Regions from separate parts of the Mus musculus genome. Here region 2 is linked to region 1. Evidence: chromatin contacts called from public promoter capture Hi-C data. All regions are on one chromosome and are shown on one strand. Each heading gives the region's core, a stretch centred on a gene start, on an enhancer-like site or on the middle of the called end of the contact. The rest is flanking DNA. Distances are from core to core; before and after follow the strand shown. Region 1 holds the start of Abca4 (ATP-binding cassette, sub-family A (ABC1), member 4). Region 2 holds the start of Gclm (glutamate-cysteine ligase, modifier subunit).

Region 1 (2,884 bases), core at 27-2,526:
CCCCTCCCATCATCTTCCTTAAGCTGTTTCATGTTTTTAGGACTCTGTAGGGCTCTGGGACAGCCATTCCTTCCTAACTTCCCTTCCTCCTCCTCCTCCTCCTCCTCCTCCTCCTCCTCCTCCTCCTCCTCCTCCTTCTCCTACTCCTCCTCCTCTTCCTCCTCCTCCTCCTTCCCCCCCCTCTCTCTCTTTCTCTCTCTCACTCAACAGGATCACATGAATCCCAGACTGGCTTTGAACTCACTCACTAGATAACCAAGGATGACCTTGAATTTCTGACCCTCTTGCTGGGTACTGTGCCCAGTTTGTGTGGTACCGGGGATGCAAGCACTCTCCCAGCCGAGGCACACTCTCAGCCCCATTTCGTTATGGATATGAATTTGCTCCTTATCCTTCCACAGAAAAAAAAAACAATGGAGGAACCATTTGTAGCAACTCTGGAGGGGCTCTGATCTCCCACAGCACACATCAGCATTTCTCCTGGGATATTTGGCCTACATTACTTTATATTAGTCTGGATTCTCAAAACATACTTCAGGATTTCCCAGCTGAAAAACCAGCTTGGGGGTGGGGGTGGGGGTGGGGTGGGGAGTGTGCACGTTACACATTTAAACCCTTAGTCCAGTCCAGCCATGACTGATCGCAGAAGAGGTTTGGGTAAATCTGTGGTTAATAACACAATTGGAAGATGCAAAGTTATTTTTCCACAGAACAGAATTGTGGGCAGCGCAACTGTGACTTCTCTGGGAATTTACATCCCAGTTCCAGGAACATGAACGTGTAAAAGCACCCCACGCTCTAGCGTCAAGGAAATTTGTGTTTGTTTGTTTGTTTGTTTGTTTGTTTTTCAGGGACCTTGAAGCTTCCAACCTGTGGTGGGAGCTGGGCCAGCAGGTGTCGAAGCTGGAGGGGTGGGGAGCGGTAGTGGATTCCTGTGCTGGGCAGGGGACAGAATAGTTTTCATGTAGCCAAGGACAAGAGAAGGGTGTCATCCTGTGGGAGGGCACCTGGTCACTGAGCAGCTAAAGGTGGCCTCCGAACTAAAGGACAAACTAGCTCTCTTCTTCGCCTCTCCTCCCCGCTCCCTCCTCCCAACCCTCCTCCACCCCGCTCCCTTTTTTACCTTCTGCCTTTTCCTCAGAGTCCAGTTCTTCCAAAGCAAAAGCTGTATCTGTCTGAGGAAGCCCATGCCGGACCACCCCAGCACCGGGAGAATCACCCCGAGCTGGGGCTCAGGCAAGCACCGGACACAAAGGCCGCTAGGACCACGTCCAGCTCAGCCCGCTGTGTCCTTCTGGTGATTAAAGGCCGCGTTTCCCCTTCAAGCATAATCCCCCTCTAATTACCTGTAAGCCCTTTTGTGAGGGAAAGGAGACAGGCTTCGGTTTCTTTATAGACGGAGAAAGGCCCTAAATACACAAGTGCGGGCACGGAGGGCCCTGAAATGAGTCTTTCAACGGGAAACGGAGCGGCTTCAGGTGCCCTCCTCCACCGGACATCAGAGGGGCTCCTGCGGCTTCTGAAGAAGATGCTCTGGATATCTCTGCATTTTAAGTTTGGGACAATTCCCTTTGCATACCTAGAGGCTGGATGTTTGCCTTCCAGTGCTCTGACACCGGGCAGGATCCTGATTTGATTGCTTCTCCTTAATGAGGGAGAGCTAAAGTAACCCGTTCTCTTTCAGCCCTTTGTTTTGCCCGATAATAACTTCAAGTCTAATCAACCGGTCCTGGCTGCTTGGTATAATCCAAACTCAGCAGGATAGTAGCAAAGTCTGCCACAGGCTTCAGCACGTTACTTGTGAGCGATCTAGCTCAGCAGGGATGGGAGTGGAGATGTTGCTAGACAGATCGACCACTGGGCAATGCAGCTGTGATTCTAAAGACCTCCAAACATGTCTCCCCGGTCCTTCCCCATGAAAGTTTTGCCCCAGCCTCCTCAAATCTCAGGAACGTTTTTCTCTTTGAAAAACCCTAGACATCAAGACCTCCATAGGGTGGAACGAGAGCCAGGAATGGATACTAACTGGGTCTGTTTGTAAACATGGGTCGGGATGTTGGCTAACCTAAGAATATACGGGGCAGTCATGAGGGCTGACAGGCGTGCTTGGTGAAGCGTCCAATTACAGAGCGAGTAAATTTCTGCTTTGAGTGTTTAAAATGTTCCTTGGAGGTAGTGGCATTTAATATAGGCTTTGGTCATTGTAAAATAGCATTTTACCCATAGTTCACTTAGGACGTGGTATAACTGTAAACTGCCTTTGAGTATCTTGTTTCTGTCATTCTGAGGTAACTGTCTGCTTAGTTTTACAGGGAAGCAATCTGAAACCTCGTGAGATTAAGGACTCCACTAGTTGTTACTCTCGATAGCCCTGAGTTACTGAACTAAGCAGCTCACTAAAATTCCCCGAGAGAGACAGAGAGGCAGAAATAGAAATAGCTTATCCTGCTCAGGAAAACCACAAGGAAGAAGGGCGGCTCCAATGGGCGGGAGACCCTGGAGGAAGAGGCTGTTAAAGGAGACAGAGACCAGGCTCAGAAACTCGTGATGATGATAGACTCAACATAGATGAAATGAGCAAATATGACGAGATCTCCAAGTGTCTCACAAGTGCAGGGCAGCCCCAAACAGAAGCAAGCTCTGGACAGAATCATGAAGCGCTTCTTCCATGTGAGAGAGTGTGTGTTTTATCATCCAGGAAGAGATATATATGTAAAAAAATTACACTAATTCAGTGCCTACCAAAGGCAGCTGTGTGGGGCAGGAAGATTGAGAGCAGGGAGTGACAGCAGGTCACGAAGGAAAGGGGAGCTCAGAGAGCGACCAGAAGCAAAGAGACAGATAGGTGACTGGAAGTCAGTGGTGAAGAGGGAAAGGGCAACTA
Region 2 (2,821 bases), core at 308-2,807, 200 kb before region 1:
CTTTTCCTTACCACAACTACTTGATGAGAGAATATTACTCAAGGTTAAAGTTATAGCCGGGAAAACAGTCTCAAAGTCAAATAGCTCCTAGGTGTAACTGTTTCTTTTTTAAAATGTTTCCATTTATCTTATTTATTTTTTGAGCCAGGACCTCATCACATGGTAGCCCAGGCTGGCCTCGAATTCTACATTCTATTGCCTTAGCCCACTGAGGCTGCGTATTAGAAGAGCCCACCACCATACCCAGCTTATTACTCCCCACACATAATTGCACATCTGTCTTGTTTTGTTGTTTTAAGTAGTATACATGTTCCATATTATCAATACGCCTCTGCAATGAGTTGCACGGTCCATGGAGAACCACTGGCTCAGGAATGGGCCATTAACACAAATATAACACATTTTAATTCTAGATTAATCTGTCACTTCCAACTACACATTAGGTTTTTTGGGGGCGTGGGGGTTGGGGCTGACACTGGGTAGCCCTAGCTGTCCTGGAGTTCAATATACAAACCAGGCTGACCTCGAACTCAGAGATCCTACTGCTATTGCCTCCCTAGGGGCCGGGATTAAAGGCGTGTACCACCTGCCCCTCTTTAATGGTTTTGAAGCAAATACAATGTTAACATCCAGTAAGTTATTTGTCCCAAATCCAAATTCAGTACAATAGAGAAAGCAATGTCAACAATATCAAAGTTAAACCTATTGTTAGTCCATCTACCAAACACTAAACCTTTATCTTTCCTTTACCTTGGCTAAGGGAGAGGGACGGAAGATGAAGACGCGGGGCTGCAGTGGCTCTGTCCAGCCAGACAGGGGACCCGGTGGCCCTCAAGAGTTGTGCGATCAACTCCGACCGGCGGAGGCGCCCCTCGCCCCGCAGTGGCACCTGCCAAGCCGGGATAGTACCCAGCTCACTTCGGTACCTCCGAAGCGGGTCGAGCTCCGGAGAGCCCTGCTTGTCCCCACTTCGAGGAGACCCTCGGCCCCCACCGTGCTCACCTCCTCGCTGTGCGTGGACGGGCACTTTTTTCGCAGGCGGCCCCAGTTGAGCAGGTTCCCGGTCTGCAGGTGCAGGGTGCTGGCCCGCGCCAGGAGCGCCCCGGCCGCGCGGCTGTCGGTGCCCATGGCAGCTGCCGCCGGAGGGGACCGGGTAGCGCCGGAGCCGCGGAGAGATGGCGAGCGGGCGGGCAGGCGGGCGGGCGAGTGGGCAGACGGCTGCCTCGCAGGGCGCGGCGGTGCCCCAGGCCCCAGAGGAGAGCGCGAGGCTGCCGACTCCGCGCGGCCACAGCCCGGTGTGCGCTCGGGCCCGAGGAGGCCGGGCGGCGACGGAGAGGCGGTCCCGGAGGGAGGGAAGGAAGGGAGGGAGGCGCCGGCGCGGACGGTCGCTGCGGCTTCTGCGGCCGCCACCGCCGCCGCCGCTGAAACGAGGGAGCTGTTTCCTGGAAGACAATGACTAAGCAGAAACCTCACCCGAGAAAGTGCTTCGTAACCGTTACTCGTCCCGCGGCGGGCCAGGGGCGGGGCGCAGGCCCGCGGGTGACTGGCCCTCGGCCTGCGGCGGGCGTGGCGCCGGGCGGCCGGGAGCGGGCGGCGCCGCGGGGGAGAACAGCGCGCGGACGTGCGCCCCCTGCCGGCCAGAGCGCGGCGCGCGGCCTACGCCGCCAGCGCCTCGTGAGAGTTGACGGTGCGCCCGGGAGCGCCGCTCAGCCAATGGCCGCCCGCGCTGCGGCCCTGGACACGCCCTCTTCGAGAGGACCGCCGGAGGTCCATCCTCCCAGGCCTTGAGAGCGTGCCTGCTTCTGTGTCTAAGGAGCTGATGCGATGGCGCGAGTGTCTCATTGCCCGCGCCCCGCTCTGTTTTTTAAATTTATTTTTATTTTTTCCTTTTGCTTTGCTTTGCCCAAGAGTCTTTCCCCCAAACTGATCATTCTTCTTCCAGCGTGTTGATTTACCTATTTGCTGGTGCTGTATGAAACCAGAGAGTACAACTTTAATTTTCCCCTTTCAGAAGCCTAATCCTTCGAGAGAAAGGCCTCAGCCCATGAAACATTAAACAATAAAAATACCACGGGGCAGTTAGTTTCCAGGTCAGTTAAGCATAAGGAACAGATGGTAACAGAGAACGTTTTATGATTCACACTTTTACAAGTTGTTCGTGATTCTTCCCCATTCCCACTGGAGATGGCTGGGTATAATAGCAAACTGACCGTTTATTAAAGTTTTACCCAGGAAACAAACTTTTTAACAAACCAGTCAGGTATGTTAGAGCCAGGTGAGATTTTCATTATAAGGCGGCAAAATCTTTTCAAAAGAAACATGAATCTGAGTTGGTAAACTACTAAGAAATAGGAAAGGCTGGAAGATCGTTCCAGAAAAAGTGAGGCTGGTGTTGGGTACATCTTTGTGCACATCCAATGAGCAAGAATCCATGGAGAAGAGGTTTCCCAGGAGCAGCCCCTCACATGGCCTTACTTAAATATAAACAATTGATTCTTCTGATGAATTTTTTATGGTCATTGTTAGACTTTTGATTATATTCTCTTAAAAGTCCATGTAAATATTTGGTTAAAACTTAGTGGTCGCCGGGTGGTGGTGGCACACGCCTTTAATCCCAGCACTTGGGAGGCAGAGGCAGGTGAATCTGTGAATTCATGGCCAGCCTGGTCTACATAGAGAGTCCCAGGACAGCCAGAGCTAGGTAGAGAGACTCTGTCTCAAAACAAACATACAAAAATATTGTTTATTTGTGTGTATGTGTGTTTTCTTCCATGAGTTTATGGGCACCGTTCAGGGCCCCTGGAGGCCACAGGACATCAGA

The links. Capture Hi-C pulls out chosen DNA fragments and counts their contacts.
Region 2: a promoter capture Hi-C map of liver shows a contact between it and region 1. The contact joins the promoter of Gclm here to the promoter of Abca4 in region 1. A contact is called at or near these places in 1 of 39 promoter capture datasets (liver) and 1 of 9 other capture datasets (liver).

What each region holds. Positions count from the first base shown.
Region 1 is chr3:122,042,852-122,045,735 of GRCm38.p6, reverse strand. Abca4 (ATP-binding cassette, sub-family A (ABC1), member 4) reads right to left here and starts at 1,276. Exons shown (of 50, transcript NM_007378.1): 1 at 1,124-1,276. The coding sequence starts at 1,189.
Region 2 is chr3:122,244,293-122,247,113 of GRCm38.p6, reverse strand. Gclm (glutamate-cysteine ligase, modifier subunit) reads right to left here and starts at 1,557. Exons shown (of 7, transcript NM_008129.4): 1 at 1,003-1,557. The coding sequence starts at 1,128. Gm46822 (a long non-coding RNA gene) reads left to right here and starts at 2,742. Exons shown (of 6, transcript XR_001783970.1): 1 at 2,742-2,821.